3 separate regions of the Mus musculus genome follow, and all the other regions are linked to region 1. The links are chromatin contacts, called in public Hi-C and HiChIP or PLAC-seq maps. All regions are on one chromosome and are shown on one strand. Each heading gives the region's core, a stretch centred on a gene start, on an enhancer-like site or on the middle of the called end of the contact. The rest is flanking DNA. Distances are from core to core; before and after follow the strand shown.

Region 1 (2,700 bases), core at 96-2,595:
CTATAGGATTCCACAGATGCAGCTTAACATGAGAATCCAGTAAAAGAAAGGCTCCGTGGGGACTGTTCACAGGGTAAAGTGCTCGCCAAGCAATAGTGAGGACCAGAGCTTGGATCTCCAGCACCCCTATAAACACGAGGGTGACACTGAATGCTACCCTGATTCCTAGCCAGTTGTCCCTAAAACAAGCTGAGTAGGCAGACTTGCCTAATTGGCAGGATCTAGGTTCAAGTGAGGTACTCTGGCTCAATACACAAGATGGAAAGCCATGTCTGAAGATGGCCAACATCACCTCTCACCTACAAACACACACTCACACTGCATACACATTCACACGCAAAACAAAACTAAAGGGTTTTGGCTTTTTAATGCTCCTGTTATAAATGATCAAGAGGAAGAATGGTTAGAAAAATGGCCATCTTCTATTTTAATGTTCCTCAAAAAATACTACATTAAAAAAAGAAGAAGAAAGAAAGCACAATCTGAAGCAATAGAGCACAATTTCCAAAATAATCCCAGATCTTCAGACTTTCAGGGTCTGCAAGTGTGGGGATCAGGAACCTGCATTTGTATAGAAGACGAATCACCGTGCCCACTAAAAGGTGAAAGTGGTGTCCTTTCTAAATCCTAGCTAACTCAGCCTATGTGCTTTTCAAATAAACTTTTAAGTTTGCAACTTAGGGGTAGAGAGCCTGCATTTCCTCTGGTGGTACTCATTCGCAAGAGTTAAACAAAAACCCTGGGAGGGATCAAACTACAGAAAACTGGGCTGCAGCCACCAGGGTGAAAACCTGTATATGCAGACTGGTCCCCCAACTCTACACGTACTTCCCGTGAGAAGCTCAAAGGGCCACTGTTGAAAGAGTGTGCACTTGGGTAAGTCCAAGCCTAAGATGCCCTGGGTTTTCGTCCAGAGTTAATTCGGTGGTCACTCTTTCTATCTTGAGCCACAGACGCACAAAGTAAGTCAGTAAGTAAAAGAAGAAAGACTAGAGATAAAAATCCCAGTGTGGTGGAGAACTCCTCAGCCTGGTCCCTACCCGGGCGGCAGTACCTGCCAGCAGCTTCTCCTTCAGCCGGTTCAGCAGCTCGGCTGAAGTGGGCCCTTTGGGCTTGTGCACGGCGAACACGCCGCTCAGCGACATGAGCTTAGCAGCCAGGGCGGCCTTGGAGGCCGGGGCTTGCGATTCAGTCCTGGCCGCTTCCGCCACCGATGCTGCTACAGAGGCCTCGGCTGTTCCTGAAGTGTCAGGAGCTGTGTCCACAATCAGAGGTGAAACCACCTCTGCCTCTGCAGCTGCCATGCTTTCACGGCCTGGGCCAAGAGGCGAGCAGAGATGACACCGATGTGTTGCAAGGCCTTCTGGGAATTGTAGTCCATAGGCTCGGTATAGGCCAATGGCTTGCTCTGGCATCTCGGAGTTCTGCTGGAACCTTTAATATCTCTGTTACCAAATGCTCTTAGTCGTGAAGAGGTACATTGGAGTTGCCGCTGTAAACTATCCAACGCAAACACCTAATTTGTGTATTTGAGGTAGAGTCACTTCCTTTCTGTACCGCCCCCCCATAACCTGCATGTGTGTGTGTGTGTGTGTGTGTGTGTATGAATTTTGAATTTTTGACTGCAGTTTTTGACAGTTCTAAAAAAAATGTTAATGTTCTTTTGGAGTTTCTATTCCTTTATAGGAATCAAAAACTATATATGGTTGATCCATTCGTGGTGGTGCATGAAGGGCTCTCTAACAGGCATGGCAAACATGGCACCAACAGGCTTTACTCTTCTTCCCCTTTTCCTTCTCCCCTGCTAAACTGTAGGTTACATTCCTAAAGCTAGCCCCAAGGTCCATTCAGTTATTTGGCCACTGTCTCATTCCTGAGACAAAACATCAAGGACCAACAATCAAAATTCATTGTTTGACTAATGTGTCCGATCAGGATTTACCAACTCACTCTAGCATAAATTCCCCCTAGCCCCCTACAGTGAATGCCTTTAATCCCAGCATTTAGAAGTCAGAGGCAGGTGGATTTCTGTGAGTTCCGGGCCACCCAGGGTAACATACTGAGACCTTATCTCAACAAACAAACAAGTAAAACCCAAAACAACAAAAACGCCTATGGTTTAAATTAATATTTAAACTCTTTGCAGACCTCGCATTAGGCTGTCCCTCTAAGAGAGGAAAAAAAAATCCTTTTACTTCTTCCCCAAATGCATTAAATGGAAGTGTGGTTATTATGGGATAGCCACTTTGTCTTCTTTGTTTCCCCACATTGCCTTACAGCCATTCTTTCTCATAGTGCTCTGCCAGGCTAACATTCTTCCCTAATGATGCCTCATTGCCTAATGATCCCAGTCAGGGGATGCCAGTTACACGTCTACCATTCACGCAACAAATGTATGTCAGAGGAATCATTACAGATAGAGTATTCTGGGCATTAGAAAAATCAAGCTCTAATTTCCTAAAGTAGCCAACATCTTACACATTGGACAAGCCTTTAACTCACAGGTCATTTTATTTAATATTATATTTCAGACTGACTAAGACAGTCTGCCATCTCTCCTTCCCTCTCCCCCACCCCCACCATATCTCTTTTCTGCTACCCTCTAATCTATGTTCTCTGTTCTCTAACTGTGTGGTGATTTGGATAGGAATGGTCCCCACAGCCTCATAGATTTGAATGCTTTTTCATTAAGGGAGTGGT
Region 2 (2,700 bases), core at 177-2,676, 1.1 Mb before region 1:
CTGAGGGGCACAGCTGGTTTCTTTTTCCTCCCACATTCAGCACAAGTGTTAGCTGAGTACTGCAGCATCTGACCATGCACACTGAAGCCCACGTCTGGACAGCTTGTTTCAAGGAGCAGGCTTCTAGTCTCACAACTTAGAAAGAATCAATCGCTGTGACCACCAAACATGGGAAAATCTCTACAGCCCAGACCCAGGTTTATGACGTTAACTATGCATAAAGTAGACGTAAATTTGGCTAAATATCCCAAATACATTTTGAGAACCCAACCTTTGAATTTTACCCATTTACTCAGGGGTCTTATTTTTAGAGGCTCAGTGGTAGGTAGCAAGGTCAGCACTGGCAGGTGGCTGAAAGCTAAGGAAGCGAAATCCATCCTTGCCTCTTGCAGGCATTCACCCAACAGATCCTTACAAACAGGATCAGAGACCACCATCTCCCCCTCCCTCCCAAAAATTTAACTTTTGTGCCCCATTTTATTCTAAAGAGCAAAAGATTTCATAAGCACCGATATTATTTCATTTGGACTTTAAAAACAGTTCCTTCTGAGACAAAGTCAGAATGAAAGGCCAAGAAACTAAAATAGTTTGTCTGCAGCATTCAGTACTGGTCCTCATGACAGTGTGTTACCTCCAGCTTGGGGCTGTTCTCATCTCTACAGAGAAAAGAAAAATGATATAAATTCAACTTAAATTGCAGAAAGCAAGATTTATGTTAGTTATAAGAACTTCCTCAAGGTGAGAGACGGGTTGTGAAATCTGTGTCCCAGAAGACACTGAGCAGTAAAGAGCCTGGGAGCAGTCTATTCCAGAGCCACGGGGTTGGCTTCAAAGACATTTTGAAATATTACAGCTAGTAAGTCCTAGGAATACTGGCATTTAGAAAAAAATAGCTGACGTGAAATAGAAACACGATCTTCCATTTCTATAAGGTGTAGCACAGCCGCCCGACCTGGGTCCTGGGTGCAGTTCCCATCAACCGTATCTGAAGACACAGACACAGATAAAGACATACATTTGCATGACTGAGGTAATGCCTGAAACCCCCGGGAGGACAGTGAGGGGCTTCGTGTCCCTGATGCAGAATCAGGAAATGCAGTTTCCAGACTTTAACGTCACACGCAAGGCAGCAGGGCAGACAAGGAAAGGATCAAAGCAGCCCCTCATTTGTTCAGTGTAAGAACACGACGACGCTTCATTGCTGTTATACAAAGGAGACTAAGATCAGCCCACAAGTTCAAGATTTTATAAAGGACGTTTAATTGATTAGGGGTAAGCATGGGGTTAAAATCCAGGTCTCTCAGCATCCTTCTTGCTAAATCACGGCATTAAAATGGAAATGCTAAAGCTGCCTCTGAGTAATTCTGATAATAAAAAGAACTTCAGCACCACTGCCCATAACAATGCTTCAGACACAGATGAGTCAGCAGTGCCCAGCCGTGTGACACTGTGACTCAACAGTGTCTCAGACACAGATCACGTTGGAAAACTGTACACGTGAGTTACCAAAAAAAAAAAAAAAAAAAAAAAAGAGAGAAAAAATGGCAAATGAGTCTCGTATTTTCCTTAAGTGTCCTGGACTAAGGGGCGGGCACTCAGGCTGCAGGCTCTGGTTAATGTGCTAATAGTACACATTCAGGATTGACATTCTTGACTTCTGTTTCTGATACGGATTCTCAGAAAACAGAGGGTGGAAGGAAAAGAACCAACTGCACAAAGTCGTCCTCTGAGCTCCACACACTCACAGCCACACCCACCCATGCTTACTCACTCACTTTCTCCTTCACACAGACACACACACACACACACACACACACACGCACTTTTTTTAACACTCGTGACAACCAAGGGGAAAGCACAACAGAGGAAGTGGGAGAAGGTGGAAAGTCACTGCCCCGAAGGGAGATGGGCTTCCTACATGCCGCCTCCCAGTGCTATGGTCATCAATGGGTCAGGGTACAGATGAGGTGACACTGAAATTGGGTGACCTGGCTCTATTCTTTATTAGAACTTAAGAGACAAGCACTTGGCTTTGCCTGGTTCTTTGCTACGTGTAAGTTTTGCCTTCAGGAGCAACAGCTTAATCCCAGGTGTGGGGTATGGGCGGCAGACTGTCCACAGCAGCTGACTATGATTTGCCTCCTGCTCTGGTGGGGATGTGATCTTTCCAGCTGCAAACAGTTTCTGCAATTGTGTGATGTTGGGAATTTTGGGAACATTTCAGAGTGTATATAGATGCTAGGATCCTGAGAGATAAGGTGAAATGTTGGTGGGTTTTTGGCTGGTTGCTGTTGGTTGTGATCTGTTAAGTAGTTGTACACAAAGAAACAAGAAGAACTGAGATGTTCTGATGGCAGAAATGACCCATGCCCCCAGGACCTCAAGGCTGTACTCAGCAGGAAGCCGTCTAATGATGACTTCGACCCCTCACTGACCCTGGCTTTATTCAGGGATCTCTTCCTTCACTCTCCATCCTTTTTTCTCTTGTTTAGTGTTAGGAAATTGAAAGGGTGGAAGAAAGAAGAACCCACAAAGTAACCAGAGTCCAGCTACATATAATCCTGACTTACTCACAGGATGAGTGTACTACTCACTCACAGAATTACTGTCTTGCAGACGTCTTACCTCTGCTTTGTTACAAGATAACAGCCAAGGAGGGATCTGATAGGGAAATACTGTAAAGCCACAAACTGTACTGTG
Region 3 (2,700 bases), core at 174-2,673, 1.4 Mb before region 1:
GAGAGCGTGATGAACATTGTATCCAATCAGGAAGCAGAGAGCCATGATGAATGCTGCGTGCTCAGCTCCATTTCTCCACTGACGCACCCCAGGGTAGCAGCCAGGGGGATGGTACCACCTACAGAGCAGCAGGTCTTCCCACTTCCATTAGAGCAATCAAGATCACTGCTTCAGGCATGTCCAGAGGCCAGGCGATTCTAGATTCCATGTAGCTGACCATTAACCCTAGCCACCATACACATCCACACAAACACATATCTATCCTCTCTTCAGTCTGTCTATCCATTCACCAGTCCATCCAGCTATTCAGCTATTCAACATTTGCAACCCTTTAACATGTTAGGTGCCAGGGGAATCAGACAGGAAGCATGACCTCAGCTCATGGAAGAGTCCATTGGTGGAAGCTGGTGGACAGAGCTATCTTGAGAGCCTGTGTGGAGATTCTCTAAGTGCAGGGTGCTGGTGGCCTCGTGATACATGGTTGCTGAGTCTGACTTCTACAAGCTGTTGGTCTAGAAGGTGTTTCCTCACGGCTCCCAGCAGTCGCTTGCACATACTCAGGCACACGTTGAAAGCCCAGGAACCCGTGTTTGAACCTGATCGTAAGAGGAGAAAGTGTGCTGCCCAGCTGAGTGTCTCTGGGAACTCACTGACTGGGGGAACCTCACTGTTCTCAGTCTCATCTCTTGGACTGTCCGGGAAGCAAGAGAAGGTTGCTAGAAGATTCAGGCCATTGTCACAGACCCCCTTTTGGCCCATACTGGATGCTTCGGTTTCAACCACAGAGTACTCATTTACATAATTATGACGTAGCATCTGGAGAGCGGTTATTTTATCCTCGGGATTCTCTGTATTGAGAGGGTCTCCCTGCTCACGCTAATAAAATTTCCATTTACTTTGGACATCAACCATGGTAATTAAAAAAAAAAAAACCCATCAATTATTTACTGAGATGGAACTTCAGCTTGGTGTAATGCATTGGTTCAGCTAGCCATGAAGCCTGTTCCAGGGCAATAAAAGAGGTTTTTTTATCCTCCTCCCCAAAAGACATTTCCCAGTAACCTACAAATGACCTTGAGCAGATCAGTTTTCCAAGATGATACTGCAAAGACGGTGTGTAAGGAAAGGAAGATCGGGCTTCTGCACAGAGACTGTAATCTGGGCAAATACCTGCCATCCCAGGAAAGAAGAAGAAATGGAGATTTTTAAAGTTGTGACCCTTAGAAAACAGCAGTCTTTAGAAAGGCCCCTTTATTTAATAGAAACATAAAGCCGAGAGTCAGCAGAGAGAGAATTCCCCAGGGAGGAAAGACTGTGATGAGACTGCCCGTCACATCTCACACAAATCTGGAGCTCTGCAGCATAAGGCCAGCCTAGTGGCTCCATCTCCATCTTTAAAAGCATTGAGATTAGAGTATGAGATCCATTCCCATGTACCTCGAACTGCGGGGGAGTCTGCTCGCTGGCGTTTGCTGACTAATGTCCCCCACAGAGACAAGGGCAACAAGCAAGTTTATGAATTACGACTCCCTTCGCAAGACTTCATTTATTTATTCTCGTCTTAAGAGTGCCTGCTCTGATGAAAGCCATTAGAGCTGGGAGCGACTAAAATGTGACCTGTTTTTACGTGCCTTGCATTTGTAGCTGGAACCAGATGAAGCCCACATTTTAATCCCTGGGACATTAAGGAAAGCCATGAGGGTTAAGCTAACTAGCTGCTCCTCAATGCCAGGCTCAGGTTCCAGAGTTGAGTAGCAGGAGGCGCATTGGTTCAGCGTACTTCTATCTGTTCATCTCTTACTTTGCTGCATAAGTACTTTGATTTCCTGTACCAGTCTGTGCTGCAAACATCATTTTAAGTGAACCAACAAACATCGCTCTCACCTGATTTTATATTCACTAAACTATTTTTTTAAAAGATAGTCTACATACCTAGTTGTATAAGACTGAGGTGATACTAATTATCTAAGACATGGGCTGACTACAGCTCCGTGGGAGAGAGCACTTTGGACATTTGGGAGGCTCTAGGTTCAATTCTTAGTACACAAAAAAAAGTCATCTAAAACTATTGATGTAGATAGTGTGACAGTTAAATTTTCATTCATGAGAGAGCACCAGTCTCACTTCCTCTTAGCCTTGCCGGGGTTTTGCAGTTGACTATTTGCATCTTTGAAATGGTCCCTGTCTTTCTAACTTCTGTGACTTAAATCTGTAGGATTCCTCTCTTGTTCCTACCAAAGCTACTGCAGACATTGGAACCTGAGGGGTGAAACCTACTTGGAGGAAGTTAGGGGTCTTTGAAGGACATATTGAGATCCTTTTCTTCCTGTGCACACACACACACACACACACACACCACACATACACACATACTACACATACATACACACCACACATACACCACACATACTCCACACATGTGTGTGTGGAGTGTGTGTGTGTGTGTGTGTGTGTGTGTGTGTGTAGTTTGTATGTGTGGAATGTGTGTTGTGTGGTGTATGTGTGGAGTGTGTGTGGAATGTGTGTTGTGTGTGTGTGGAGTGTATGTGTGTGGAGTATGTTATGAGTATGTGTGGTGTGTGTGTGTGGAATACATTGAGTATATGTGTGTGTGGAATGTGTGTGTGTGTGGAGTGTGTGGTGTATATGTATGTGTAGTATGTGTGTGTAGTATGTGTGAGTAGTGTATGTGTGTGTGGT

The links. Hi-C and Micro-C count contacts between places; a contact is called where the count stands out from the background. HiChIP or PLAC-seq counts read pairs in DNA pulled down with a chosen protein or histone mark.
Region 2: a contact with region 1 is called in an H3K27ac HiChIP or PLAC-seq map of the NIH/3T3 cell line, with 5 times the contacts expected there. The contact joins the enhancer-like site here to the promoter of Trub1 in region 1. A contact is called at or near these places in 7 of 39 promoter capture datasets (the 3T3-L1 cell line, 3T3-L1-derived adipocytes, the C10 cell line and 3 more) and 3 of 115 datasets of contacts at active chromatin or transcription factors (the NIH/3T3 cell line, astrocytes and pancreatic cancer cells).
Region 3: a Hi-C map of B cells shows a contact between it and region 1, with 5 read pairs. The contact joins the enhancer-like site here to the promoter of Trub1 in region 1. A contact is called at or near these places in 3 of 39 promoter capture datasets (hippocampal neurons, liver and pre-B cells) and 1 of 484 Hi-C or Micro-C datasets (B cells).

The regions. Positions count from the first base shown.
Region 1 is chr19:57,451,551-57,454,250 of GRCm38.p6, reverse strand. Trub1 (TruB pseudouridine (psi) synthase family member 1) reads right to left here and starts at 1,345. Exons shown (of 8, transcript NM_028115.3): 1 at 1,055-1,345. The coding sequence starts at 1,304.
Region 2 is chr19:58,522,972-58,525,671 of GRCm38.p6, reverse strand. The region is part of intron 3 of Ccdc172 (coiled-coil domain containing 172); the gene reads right to left. Among named protein-coding and RNA genes, the nearest start is that of Ccdc172, 12 kb to the right of the region's middle. Within about 2 kb of position 1,426, at least 72 of the 459 cell types and tissues checked have an H3K27ac peak or open chromatin away from gene starts, as enhancers often do. A contact at or near this core is called in the NIH/3T3 cell line and pancreatic cancer cells, where this site is marked.
Region 3 is chr19:58,832,589-58,835,288 of GRCm38.p6, reverse strand. All of the region lies in intron 1 of Hspa12a (heat shock protein 12A), which reads left to right. Among named protein-coding and RNA genes, the nearest start is that of Gm52393, 23 kb to the left of the region's middle. Within about 2 kb of position 1,423, at least 18 of the 459 cell types and tissues checked have an H3K27ac peak or open chromatin away from gene starts, as enhancers often do. A contact at or near this core is called in B cells, where this site is marked.